Linked DNA regions of Sus scrofa: regions 1 and 3 are each linked to region 2. Evidence: chromatin contacts called from public HiChIP or PLAC-seq data. All regions are on one chromosome and are shown on one strand. The core of a region is the stretch at or near the end of the contact, and the rest is flanking DNA. Distances in the headings are between cores, read along the strand shown.

What was found. HiChIP or PLAC-seq counts read pairs in DNA pulled down with a chosen protein or histone mark.
Region 1: a contact with region 2 is called in an H3K27ac HiChIP or PLAC-seq map of alveolar macrophages. The contact joins two enhancer-like sites. A contact is called at or near these places in 2 of 2 datasets of contacts at active chromatin or transcription factors (alveolar macrophages and skeletal muscle).
Region 3: an H3K27ac HiChIP or PLAC-seq map of alveolar macrophages shows a contact between it and region 2. The contact joins two enhancer-like sites. A contact is called at or near these places in 6 of 47 Hi-C or Micro-C datasets (embryonic fibroblasts, mesenteric adipose tissue, omental adipose tissue and 2 more) and 2 of 2 datasets of contacts at active chromatin or transcription factors (alveolar macrophages and skeletal muscle).

The regions. Positions count from the first base shown.
Region 1 is chrX:43,744,373-43,748,420 of Sscrofa11.1, forward strand. No RefSeq gene overlaps it. Among named protein-coding and RNA genes, the nearest start is that of CLCN5, 33 kb to the right of the region's middle. Within about 2 kb of position 2,054, at least 3 of the 83 cell types and tissues checked have an H3K27ac peak or open chromatin away from gene starts, as enhancers often do. A contact at or near this core is called in alveolar macrophages, where this site is marked.
Region 2 is chrX:43,611,851-43,615,660 of Sscrofa11.1, forward strand. No RefSeq gene overlaps it. Among named protein-coding and RNA genes, the nearest start is that of USP27X, 60 kb to the left of the region's middle. Within about 2 kb of position 2,126, at least 57 of the 83 cell types and tissues checked have an H3K27ac peak or open chromatin away from gene starts, as enhancers often do. A contact at or near this core is called in alveolar macrophages, where this site is marked.
Region 3 is chrX:43,787,514-43,791,270 of Sscrofa11.1, forward strand. It overlaps CLCN5 (chloride voltage-gated channel 5), which reads left to right. Exons shown (of 11, transcript NM_214139.1): 3 at 1,925-2,112. Among named protein-coding and RNA genes, the nearest start is that of CLCN5, 10 kb to the left of the region's middle. Within about 2 kb of position 2,213, at least 1 of the 83 cell types and tissues checked has an H3K27ac peak or open chromatin away from gene starts, as enhancers often do. A contact at or near this core is called in alveolar macrophages, where this site is marked.

The sequences.
Region 1 (4,048 bases), core at 804-3,303, 130 kb after region 2:
CTGTCTTTTCTCACAACCCTTACTCATCTGTGAGGATGACGCCCCGATGAAGATCATGCTGTGAAAAGAAGCACTATTATTTCCTCCGGGGACTTTTTACTCAAAATTTTGACAGGTAGTGGAGGTGCTTTCGGTTAAGGATTGTTCCACACCCCTGAAATAAGGCACCTTGGAGACTCCTCTCCAAGATTTGCATTTCATTTCTACCTCTCAAAATAAAGTAACTGAAACTGGAATTGGAGTGGAAACTAGATTATTTACTGAGCTCTCTCTGTGTGTCAGGCACTTAGGAACACAGGTTTAAGTCACCCTGTCTGCAAGTAGCTCAAAGTATAGTGGGCAGAAGGAGGGTGATTTTATGTCTGTGCCAGTCTTTATCACCTTCCATGTTTATGTTGAGGGTTGACCTAATGTTCTATTTTTAATGATTTTATCATTAGTATTAATGATAGTCTTAATGATAATACTCTTATCTTGGTAAATTTTATAATGCCTCTCAACCCTTTCTTCCTCTTGCCTTCTCCCTTTTCCATGTTTGTGATGTCTAGCATATATCCCTTACACAGAATGCCACTTGCAGGTCAACAGTTATCTTTGTTGAGCCAAAAAAAAAAAAAAAAAAAGGAGTTCCCATTGTGGCTCAGTGGGTTACAAGCCCGACTAGTATCCATGAGGATGCAGGTTCGATCCCTGGCCTGGCTCAGGGGGTTAAGGAGCCAGCATTGCCCTGAGCTGTGGTGTAGGTCTCAGACGCGGCTCTGATCCTGCATGACTGGGGCTGTGGTATAGGCCGGCAGCTGCAGCTCCGATTGGACCCCTAGCCTGGGAACCTCCATATGCTGCGGGTGCAGCCCTGTTACCATGGGAATATGTGATATACTTTATATTTTTATTTGAAGGGTCATGTGTCAATAAGCCTGCCTATTCAGGTTTGTACATTTGTTTTTGCCAAATGGGCTAGTTGGGATGGAAATACTAATTTATTTGTACCAACACGTGTCGCTGTCATTAGTTAAACAAGATGCTAGTGTGCCATACCACAAATTAGCACCACCCGACCCCATCCCCACCTGGCTCTTTCCTTATAACTGTTGGGAACATGTGCTCCTTCTACCCCTTTGTCCCCTTCCTCCTCCTGCCCAAATCATCTACAGCAAAACTGGAAATGGCAAACTGCCTTCCTAGCCCTTTCTTCCTTTCTCACTTCCAGTCCACTGCTGCCGCTCTTACCTCCTAAAAGTATTTTTTTTTTTTGTCTTTTTGGGGCCGCACCCATAGCATATGGAGGTTCCCAGGCTAGGGGTCCAATCGGAGCTGTTGCTGCCAGCCTATGCCAGAGCCACAGCCACACGGGATCCAAGCCGTGTCTGCAACCTACACCACAGCTCACGGCAACACTGGATCCTTCACCCACTGAGCGAGGCCAGGGATCGAACCCGCAACCTCATGGCTCCTAGTTAGATTCATTTCCGCTGTGCTACGACGGGAACCCCAAAGTGTGCTTTTTTATCATGTGGCTCCTCAGAAACTACACTGACTCCATCGGCTTCACAGACACTTCCCGATCTGTCTCCATCCATTTGGTCATAGCCAGCCAGTCCTCTCGTCAAGCACAAATGCCACCCTCATTCTCATCTGGAGCCTCTGGCCATTATATTTCCTGGTCCTGGCATACCCTCTTTCCTCCACGAAGCCTTCTCTAGCTCACCATCTCCTCTCCATTTTCTCAACGCCACTTTCCCTTTTATTCTAACAGTTTAACACTTAGCTGCTGTGTAGTTGCATTCTGTGAATGTATCCTCCCCCAGCTTGACCGTAAATTCCTTGAGGGTAGTGACAGGGTAACAAATGCTTTTTGTATCCTTCATCCTCTCCCCCTCATAGGGCAAGGCATAAATTTATTGAGTGACGGCCCCATAAATATGTTGATTGGCTATTAACCCTTCGTCCCCAACAAGACTCCCCCTGAGTAAGCATTTATCGAATACCTTGTCTGGAACAACACTAGAGTTGTTGAGACAACAGAAATGAGAAGGACATGGTGTAGTCACAAGACTCCAGTGGAAGAGATTATGCAATCAACATAGATGTCTGGACAAAGGGGGGCTGAGGGAAAAGCCTGTTTGAGCTGGCCCTAGACGGATTGAATGGGATTTCACCCGGCTGAAAAGAGGACGGGGGCGGGGGTGGCTGGATAGGATTTCAGACGGAATATCTGGCCTGAGCAAAGGCATGGGGGTGTAAAAATACATGGCCTCTGTGGAGCCTAACAAATCTGGTGGCAGAAGATACGTCTCTCTGGGGGAATGGGATCTAGATTTGAAAGGGCTCTGAATGCGATGCAAAGAAATAGAAACTTGACCCAAAAGGCCGGGGGGAACCAGCTTATGATTTTAAGCAAGAAGGTGACAGAAGACACTGAAAGTGTCAGCTATGTAATACAGATGTTGACCAAAGAACATCCCCCCCTGTTGGCCCAGCACCCCCCCCGCCCCGTTGGCCCTCCCCATAGCCCTCCATTATATGACAAGCCCTATAGTAATCCACTAGTTGGGATAAAAAAACAAATCCTGTTCCTTTGTTCCTGATCAACCCTAACGTCTGGTTGACCTCAGGCTTGTGACCATCTAGAGGTTTGACTTATTCCAGATATTCCATTCCCTGGACTGATATGTCAGTACAAAGCCCCAAAGTGTTGGGGAAAGAGCAATAGGCTTAGAAGCCAACTAAAGGCAGAATCCAATCTCAGCTTTGAGGAACTTTAAGTTGTTTCCTCATTATCCTGCTGCCTTAACTTTTTCTTTGGAACTTTTTAATGTCTGCCAATTAAAACCAAAGACAACCAGAGCAGATCATCCACGGGTCCCTATGACTCTGAGTTGTCCTGATTATGGGTATTTTCTTGGTTGGACTCCACTTGGTTGCATCTGTTTCACATGATGTGCTTGCTGCTGCTACTTTTCTTTTGTTGACCCTTTATTTCTCTGTACTTGTTAAGGAAGCACTTTATAACCCAAACACTGCACCAGATAGCTGCTCCAGGAAATGTTTGAAATGAGGCACCTCAATTTAGCTGGAGGGTTCTGTGTCAGTGGGTTACAGGAAGGAGTTTGTAAGGTCCCTATGGGGAAACGGAAAAGTTTTCCAACTTCTCCTTTGTTGAGTCTTCATCTTGTAGCGTCATTATTTTGTTTTAATGAATTCCCAGAACAATATGTTCACCCTCTGAAAATACAACTACAGGACATATTCCAAAGCCAACTATAAATTTTTTTTGGACTCCTCATACTTTTCCCTCCTATGATTTGTGTGGCTAATGTAGAGTTCCTGGAACTGTGTATTTTAAAATCATTTCCTGGAGTTCCCGTCCTGACGCAGCGGAAATGAATCCAGCTAGGAACCACGAGGTTGTGGGTTCGATCCCCGGCCTCTCTCAGTGGGTTAAGGGTCTGGCCTTGTGGTGAGCTGTGGTGTAAGTTCCAGACGCAGCTCGGATCTGATGTGGCTGTGGCTGTGGCACAGGCCAGCAGCTATAGCTCCGATTGGGCCCCTAGCCAGGGAACCTCCATGTGCCGTGGGTACAGCCCTTAAAATAAATAAATAAATAAATAAATAAATAAATAAATAAATAAATAAATAATTTCCTGAATGAAACAGGGAACCAGTGAAGAGGGAGGGAAAGGATTCTGCATCATTTTGCAAATGTTCTTGCCTACTTTCAGGGCTAGTCCCTGGAATTCACCGGCATTTAATGAATTTAAACAGAAAGAAAATCTCTCCAGTTGTACCATGATATTAGCCTCAGTTCTTCTCATCAGCTAAAAACGGTGTTTATTCTCTGTTAAGATTTCTAGAACCCTGGCATACCTACTCTTGAGATTGAATGCTTTTATAGGTTCATTGAATGTAGTTCATATTTGTAGACAAATATCAACTGCAAATATTGGCTCTAATGCCACCTGCATTTGAAAGGGAAAGTCAATGTGGGGGTGAGGGCAGGGAACATGCCTTGTTTGGATTTTATTATTTGTGCTTAGGTTAATGTTAT
Region 2 (3,810 bases), core at 876-3,375:
GGAGATAACAGCCTCCTATGTGAGTGACCATCGTGTTTTTTTTTTTCTTTTATTCACTGAGAAACTTTGTTTTCTACAATCACAGACTATCAGGAACCTTGCTGCTTGAAATGGTATCTGTGAGACTAAAACATCGCACCTTTGTCTGGAGGACATAAGCTTCTTGGACCCAGGGAAGCAACCTTAATTTCCAATGCAGGTGCAGAGCTTCAGATAAGGGGTATTTGGAGATGACATTCCACCTCTATCTTTACTTTGTGGTTCCCAAGGAAACAGGACTCTGGGTTCACTTCCAAGTCCAGACCTGCCATTGACCCCTCCACACAGCCCTGCTTTGAGCTTATGAAAACAATGCTTGGTTTAAAATTCACTTAAAACCCTTCCCCCCAATACCATAATGACTCTTGCTTTAGTGAGATGCTCCGTGGTTTCTCTGGTGTGCAGTCTCCCTTGTTGCTGAGGGTCCAAAAGCCTGACTTTACTGATTACAGATTTGTCCTTGGTGGCCTTGTCTTGACTGGGCTAGGATAGAGGTTTTGTACCCCTCACCACTTAGCTTGCCCAACGTAGGTGTTCAAAATTGTTCCCTACAGTAGACCCTGAATTAGAGTACTGGGGATCATCTGGAGTGATTATACACGTTCCTGTGTCAGTTCTGCCAGTAAAGAATTAGTTGGATCGTGTCAAATAGGTCAACGCGCCCCATTGGCCTGTTTCCTCCAATCCTAGGATAAGGGCTTTGGAGTCAGGGAGACCTAGGTTGGAATCTCAGTTCTACCTCTTACTAGTCCTGTGATTTCCGCTTTCCCGAGCCTCTGTTCTGTAATTATTAAAATGGAGACAGGAGTTCCTGTTGTGGCGCAGCGGAAACAAATCCCACTGGGAACCATGAGGTTGTGGGTTCGATCTCTGGCCTCGCTCAGTGGGTTCAGGATCTGGTGTTGCCGTAAGCTGTGGCATCGGTCGCAGACATGGCTTGGATCCCGCGTGGCTGTGGCTGTGGCATAGGCCGGCGGCTGCAGCTCCGATTAGACCCCTAGCCTGGGAACCTCCATATTCCCTGAGTGCGGCACTATAAAGAGAGAGAGAAAAAAAAAAAAAAAAGGAGACAATACCAAAAACTGCAGTGTAGATTTTCCAGTGTTACTGAGGATCGAGTTGGCTGTTAACACGCATCCCTACATTTGATCACTATTCCTACTACTACTATTATGTGAGCTCGGACACGTTACTTAACCTTTCTGTGCCTCCGTTTCCTATGAATAAAAGTGGAGAAGTAATAGTACTATCCCAGTGGGGTTACTGTGTGCATTACATGAGATCAAAAAAAGTAAAGGGCATCCAACAGTGTCTGGCGTTATGGAGGTTCAAGATGCGTGAGCTAATGTAATTAGTATCACATTTCTACTACTAACTATTCTGTGAGCCCAAAGCTCAGGGGCATCACTTTCGTTCTAAGAACAAAACCCCCCAATATGGATCGCAGGCCCGAAACTGAAAAGGAGCATTTCTTTTTTAAAGGCAATTGATACGCCCACCACTGAGTTAGGCCCCGCCCAGTCCTCATTAAATATGGCAGCGAGCAGGGCCGACCTACTGCGGCTGCGCGCGCGGAAACTCCTCCCAGCACCGTTCTCGCGGCCGCTCTCCCCGCCCTGCTGCCTCCCCCGCGGGCATCACCTAGTCCCCGCCTCCCACCTCCTCCCCGCCTCCGCCGAGGTGTGGGGAGAGGGCTGGCCGGGGCGCGCACGCGCAGACCGCGGCGGTGCTTGGCCGAGCCTTGCGAGGCGCCTGTCACATGAGCCGCGCGCCCGCTCCGCTCCCCCTCCTCCTGGCTGGGCTGTGAATGAAGCTCTGCCGGCTACGTGGGGCGCTAGCTCAACTCAGTGTCCCGGACGCCAGAGCCGACTGAGCGCTCTGCCCGCCGGCGGCGGACACGGGCTCCGCCGCTCCGGACTTCGGCGACAGGTAAAGACAAACGGGCTGTCCCTACCCGAGCAGGTCCTTGGCGGGCCGCTGGCCCTCACCCACCCTCGGAGCACCCCCTGGGCGCAGCGACACAGGGGAAGCGCTCCCCCACTGGCTCGGCCCACGGGAGATGGGGGTTCCCCGTGCCTGGCCGCCGCCTCCTGGTACTCGGAGGAGTTAGACCGGCCAGTTCTAGCCAGTGCAGGGCGGCATCTTCCAGGGAGCCCAGCCCTGTTCTCTGAGCCAGGGTCCCTGCGCTGTCCCAGCGAAGTTTTCTCGCGGAGCCACGCCAAGCCCGCCCCGCTTTTGAATGGGGGAGGTTAGCTCCAGGCATCCCCTTTCCAGGACTGGGGCAGGGTGGCTCTGGCTGGTTAAGCCCTGTCGAGGCCCCGTTCTTATCCATCCTGCCCTGGACTGGCAAGTTTGTGTGGGTCGTAGCGAAGCGGAGTCCAGACTCTCAGAAAAGTGGTTGCTGCGTTTTCCTTTTCCCACTTGGCTCTCCAGACTTTCCAGGCTTGCGCTTGAGCGCCTTCGCCCCAAGGGGAAAACTTTACCTTCACATCGATGCGCGTTTTACCACATTAACGTTTCAGAGCAAATCATTTTCCTGGAGTGCCAAGTGAAGTTGTACGTGTGCCCGTGTGTTAACGTCAGTTGTGAGCTACCCCGAATGAGGGAGGGGAATCCAGATGTGTGGAGCATAACAGGCCAGTAGGAATCTGCTTTACGTGAACTTCATATATTTATTAGCAACTACTTGGGCTTGACTTGCGAAATGTTAAATTCTCCTGGTCCCACGAGGTGCAGATCAGTGCTTTATCACTGCACGCTAAATAAGAGGGGAAAAAAAAAAAAAAAAGGCAAGTCAAGACAGACTGTCCCAGGTTCCAGATAAGTCATCAGAGCGCTTTTTTTTTCCTGGTGAATTCATCCTCGGACTTTTGTGAGTTCCTACTTTTCTTGGACTTCTCTAGCCTTTCCTTATCCAAAGCACTGTCATTTCTCTGTTGGCTTTTGGGGATGAGTGTACACTCTCACACGTTTGTCCTTTAAAGAAGGCATTAAAAAAAGGCCAAAATGGGAGTTCCGGTCGTGGCTCAGCGGAAACGAATCGGACTGCCATCCACGAGGACTTTGGTTCGATCCCTGGCCTGGCTCAGTGGGTTAAGGATCTGGCGTTGCCATGAGCTATAGTGTAGGTCACAGACATGGCTTGGATCCCGCATTGTTGTGGCTGTGGTGTAGGCCAGTGGCTACAGCTCCGATTGGACCCCTAGCCTGGGAACCTCCATATGCTGCCGGTTCGGCCCTAAAAAGGCAAAAGATAAAAAAAAAAAAAAAAAAAAAAAAAAAAAAAAGCCAAAATGATGGCTTTTAGGTTCGCATTAGTCTTAGGAAAGTATGCCTTAGGGCTTTCACTTGGGGGTGGGTGGAGGTGTTGCTTTTGTGAAACTTATGGAAATAGCAATCTACTTGGAACTTCAGGTCAAAAAAAGTGAAGACTTTCTTAGGAAAAAAGCCAATTGGCTTGTATGCTACATAAGGAAGACCAGTTTACTAATGAAGAACTTGTTTAAATGGATAAGCAAAGGGGTTAATGCATTAGACTCCTGAATCAAATGGAGTCAGACCTTTCATTTTTTTCTCTCCCATTCCCAGCGCCTTTCGGAGCCTCGCAGCTTTTGTCCTAAGACTGAATTTGACATTTTAAAAATCGGGATTATCTGAATTGCTTTGGTTTTACTTAAATTAGTATTCCATGAGATTTTTTTTTCTTTTCCTTTGGTTCTTTTCCTTTCTGATTATAAAAACCGTCTAGGCTCCCTATAGGACACTGGCGAA
Region 3 (3,757 bases), core at 963-3,462, 180 kb after region 2:
TGTAGCTCAATTTGACCCCTAGCCTGGGAACCTCCATATGCCGCAGGTGCGGCTGTAAAAAGAAAAAGAAAATTGTGACCAGGGAAGAAAGAGCCTATTGGGAAAAGGAGAAGGAGACGTGGAAGGGAAGATAGGATTGCGGGAGCCGATGTTAGGTGGAATAACACACACGTGTGAACCAGCCAGAGCATGAGCCGAACTTTTGAACATCCTGTTCATTTTCTGAATCCAGGCAGTAAGTGCAATCGGAGTTGGAAGGAAGGAACGGCAGGGGCTGGAGTGGCCAAGAATAGGTGTCAAACAACGTGTTAAATTCGACATAATTCCAGTATGTCAATAACCTATGTTAACACTCGTAGCACCTCCCAAACATACCCATGACCCAGCCTGCAGTCCGTTGGAACGTAGGCATAATAGTCTCAGCTTTTTAATGTATGTCTTGTCCCTAGGTGGTCGGTGAATATTTTTCTTTCCTTCGTACACACAGCGTATTTTGTTTTTTAAGCATCGGAGAGCAATAATGGAAGCAGTGTGTCTGAATGCAGGAACAGTCTCGGAATTCGGGGGCTATGAATTTTATGATGTCTTTGCGATTTCCCTAAAGCACCATTCTAGACCATTTAATTTCTTTATGCCAGAGTTTCTTCATCTGGACAGCAGAAATGATGAGAAGGCCAGAATCGAAAGTGCTATCACTCTCTTAACCCTATCAGTCTATTAGCCACGGTGCATATAAGTCCCCATTCACGGTTCATTTTCTCCTAATTTTCTCTGAGGAGTGCTGTGTGTGAAATATTATTTGCTCCTTCTCCCTAAGGAAACTTCCGAATGTTCACGTCCCAGGCTCAGGAGTCTTCAGCCCGTCTACAGCTTCATCTAAGCTTCCACGTACATCACAGTTGGTGCTTTTATAAACTTACTTCCCTTAGCCTACCATGCCTTCCTGCATCACTCAAATTCCCTTGTCCCTGAAGCCAAATTGCTATTCAGACTGAGCCCTTCTCATAGTCATCAGCTGCCCTCTGCAAGCCATCTCCAATAAAAATAATATTCTTCAATGTAGGCAATTTACATTTTCTCAGTTTTATGTGTAAAGGGAGCGTGAAATAATCTTTAATAAATGTGACCATCTTTTTTTTTTTTTTTTTTTTTTTTTATCTTTGCTGCATTCTCGGCATGAAGAAGTTCCCAGGCCAGGGACCAAACCTGTGCTGCAGCAGCGACCCGAGCCTCAGCAGTAACAAGGCTGGATCCTTAACCACTGGGCTGCCAGGGAACTCCTAACATGACTGTCTTTATGGATTAGTATGCATCACCTCTTAAGTCAAAGCAGAGTCTTTGCCACATGGAGCAGCTAAAAGTCAAATCCACACCGCTTGTTCCCACCCACCCACTTTGCTCTCCCCTAAATTTTCCCCATAGAAAGACAGTGTTTAATGCAGGCAGTGTTTTGTTTTTCCCCCTCTTGAACAGGCATTTAATAATAGGTAACTTCTACTAGAGATGCTAGGTGAAAAGCTAACAGGCGGACACTCAGAAGGAGGTTGCAGATGGAATGAGAAATTACAGACTTGTCCATCATTTTTTTTTTTTTTTTCGTCTTTTTGCCTTTTGAGGGCCGCTCCTGTGGCATGTGGAGGTTCCAGGCTAGGGGTCAAATCGGAGCTGTAGCCGCTGGCCTACGCCACAGCCACAGCAACGTGGGATCCCAGCCGCGTCTGCAACCTACCCCACAGCTCACGGCAACGCCGGATCCTTAACCCACTGAGCAAGGCCAGGGATTGAACCTGCAACCTCATGGTTCCTAGTCAGATTCGTTAACCACTGAGCCACGATGGGAACTCCATACTTGTCCATTGTTTTGATCCTTTTTCCCTTATTACCTCTGACGACTGTGGCCTTTCCTTCCCTCCCCTCAAATCAGGTTCCCTAGCTGGCTTGATTGACATCTCTGCTCACTGGATGACAGACTTAAAAGAAGGTATATGCACAGAGGGACTCTGGTTTAACCATGAACACTGCTGCTGGAACTCCAAGCACGTCACCTTTAAAGACAGAGATAAATGCCCTGAGTGGAATAGCTGGTCCCAGCTTATCATCAGCGCAGATGAGGTAATGTGTTGTGAGGATTTCTGAACCACTGCCTTCTCTTCTTAGATTTACTTCATTGCATACATTGTCCTTGTTGGCAATTGCAGAATCTTCCTTTCCTTTTCGTGAAAAAAGGGGAACCAGTGCCAGCTGCTTTTCTCTGTGGTTTAGGTGCAACCCTGTTTCTCTCTTGACATGTGGAGTTGTTTGATGCTTACACAATAACTTAGATTTTTTGCTTGTTTTAAACGAGCCTGGTGTTTCTCCTTAGCTGTTAGGACACCATGTGACTGAATCTATCTTTCTCTAGTGATTTCAATAGAAATGTCAAAGTCGGAGTTCCCATGGTGGTGTGGCGGAAATGAATCCGGCTAGGAACCGTGAGGTTGCGGGTTCGATCCTTGGCCTGGCTCAGTGGGTTAAGGATCTGGCATGGCCCTGAGCTGTGGTGTAGGTCACAGACGCGGCTCAGATCCCGCGTTGCTGTGGCTGTGGCGTAGGCCAGCAGCTACAGCTCTGATTGGACCCCTAGTTTGGGAACCTCCGTATGCCTCGGGTGCTTCCCTAAAAAGCCAAAAAAAAATTAGAAAAAAGAAATCTTAAAGTCAGTCAACAGGTAAGCTATAATTTGTAACAAAGGACGGAGTGGGTTAAAAATGCATTTATTGTATAGACTCCAAAAGCAGTTTTTCCCTGAGCATTGCATTAGAACATTAAAAATATTATGGCGTGTTCCATAGCAAAATAACAGAAACCCTGGAGTAAAATTGCCCATAGTCCCATTTTGAGGTTAAATTAAAATTTTCATTAGTCTTGTTTTCTCGCTTATCTTTTTCTTTATTTCTTTCTTTTTTTTTTTTTTTTTTTTTGTCTTTTTGTCTCTTTGTCTTTTCTAGGGCTGCTCCCACGGCATATGGAGGTTCCCAGGCTAGGGGTCTAATTGGACCTGTAGCCATTGGCCTATACCACAGCTCACAGCAGCGCCGGATTCTTAACCCACTGAGCAAGGCCAGGAATCAAACCCACAACCTCATGGTTTCTAGTCGGATTTGTTAACCACTGAGTCACGACGGGAACTCCTCGATTATCTTTTTCAATGTAAAAATGATTTTCTTGGTTCCTTACCTTTCTGTTACCATTTGGTGTGTATGTTAGATCTCTCCTGCAAAAAAAAAAAAAACAAAAACAGAAGCACACAGGAGTTCCCATTGTGGCACAGTGGGTTAAGAATCCGACTGCAGGAGTTCCTGTCATGGCTCAGTGGCAACGAATCTGATTAGTATCCATGAGCTCGCAAGTTTGATCCTTGGCCTCGCTCAGTGGGTTAAGGATCCAGCACTGCTGTGGTGTAGGTCGCAAATGCGGCTCAGATCCCCTGTTGCTGTGGCTGTGGTGTAGGCCAGCGGCTATAGCTCCAATTTGATCCCTAGCCTGGGAACCTCCATATGCTGTGGGTGCGGCTCTAAAAAGACATAAAAAGGATTCTGACTGCATTAGCTTGGGTCACTGCGGAGGTGCGAGTTCACTCCCTAGTCTGGTACAGTGGCTTAACGTATCTCCATTGCCGCAGATGTGGCGTAAATCACAGCTGCAGCTCAGATTCATTTCCTGCCCAGGAACTTCGATGTGTCACAGGTGCAGCCGTAAATTTTTTTTTTTTTTTTTT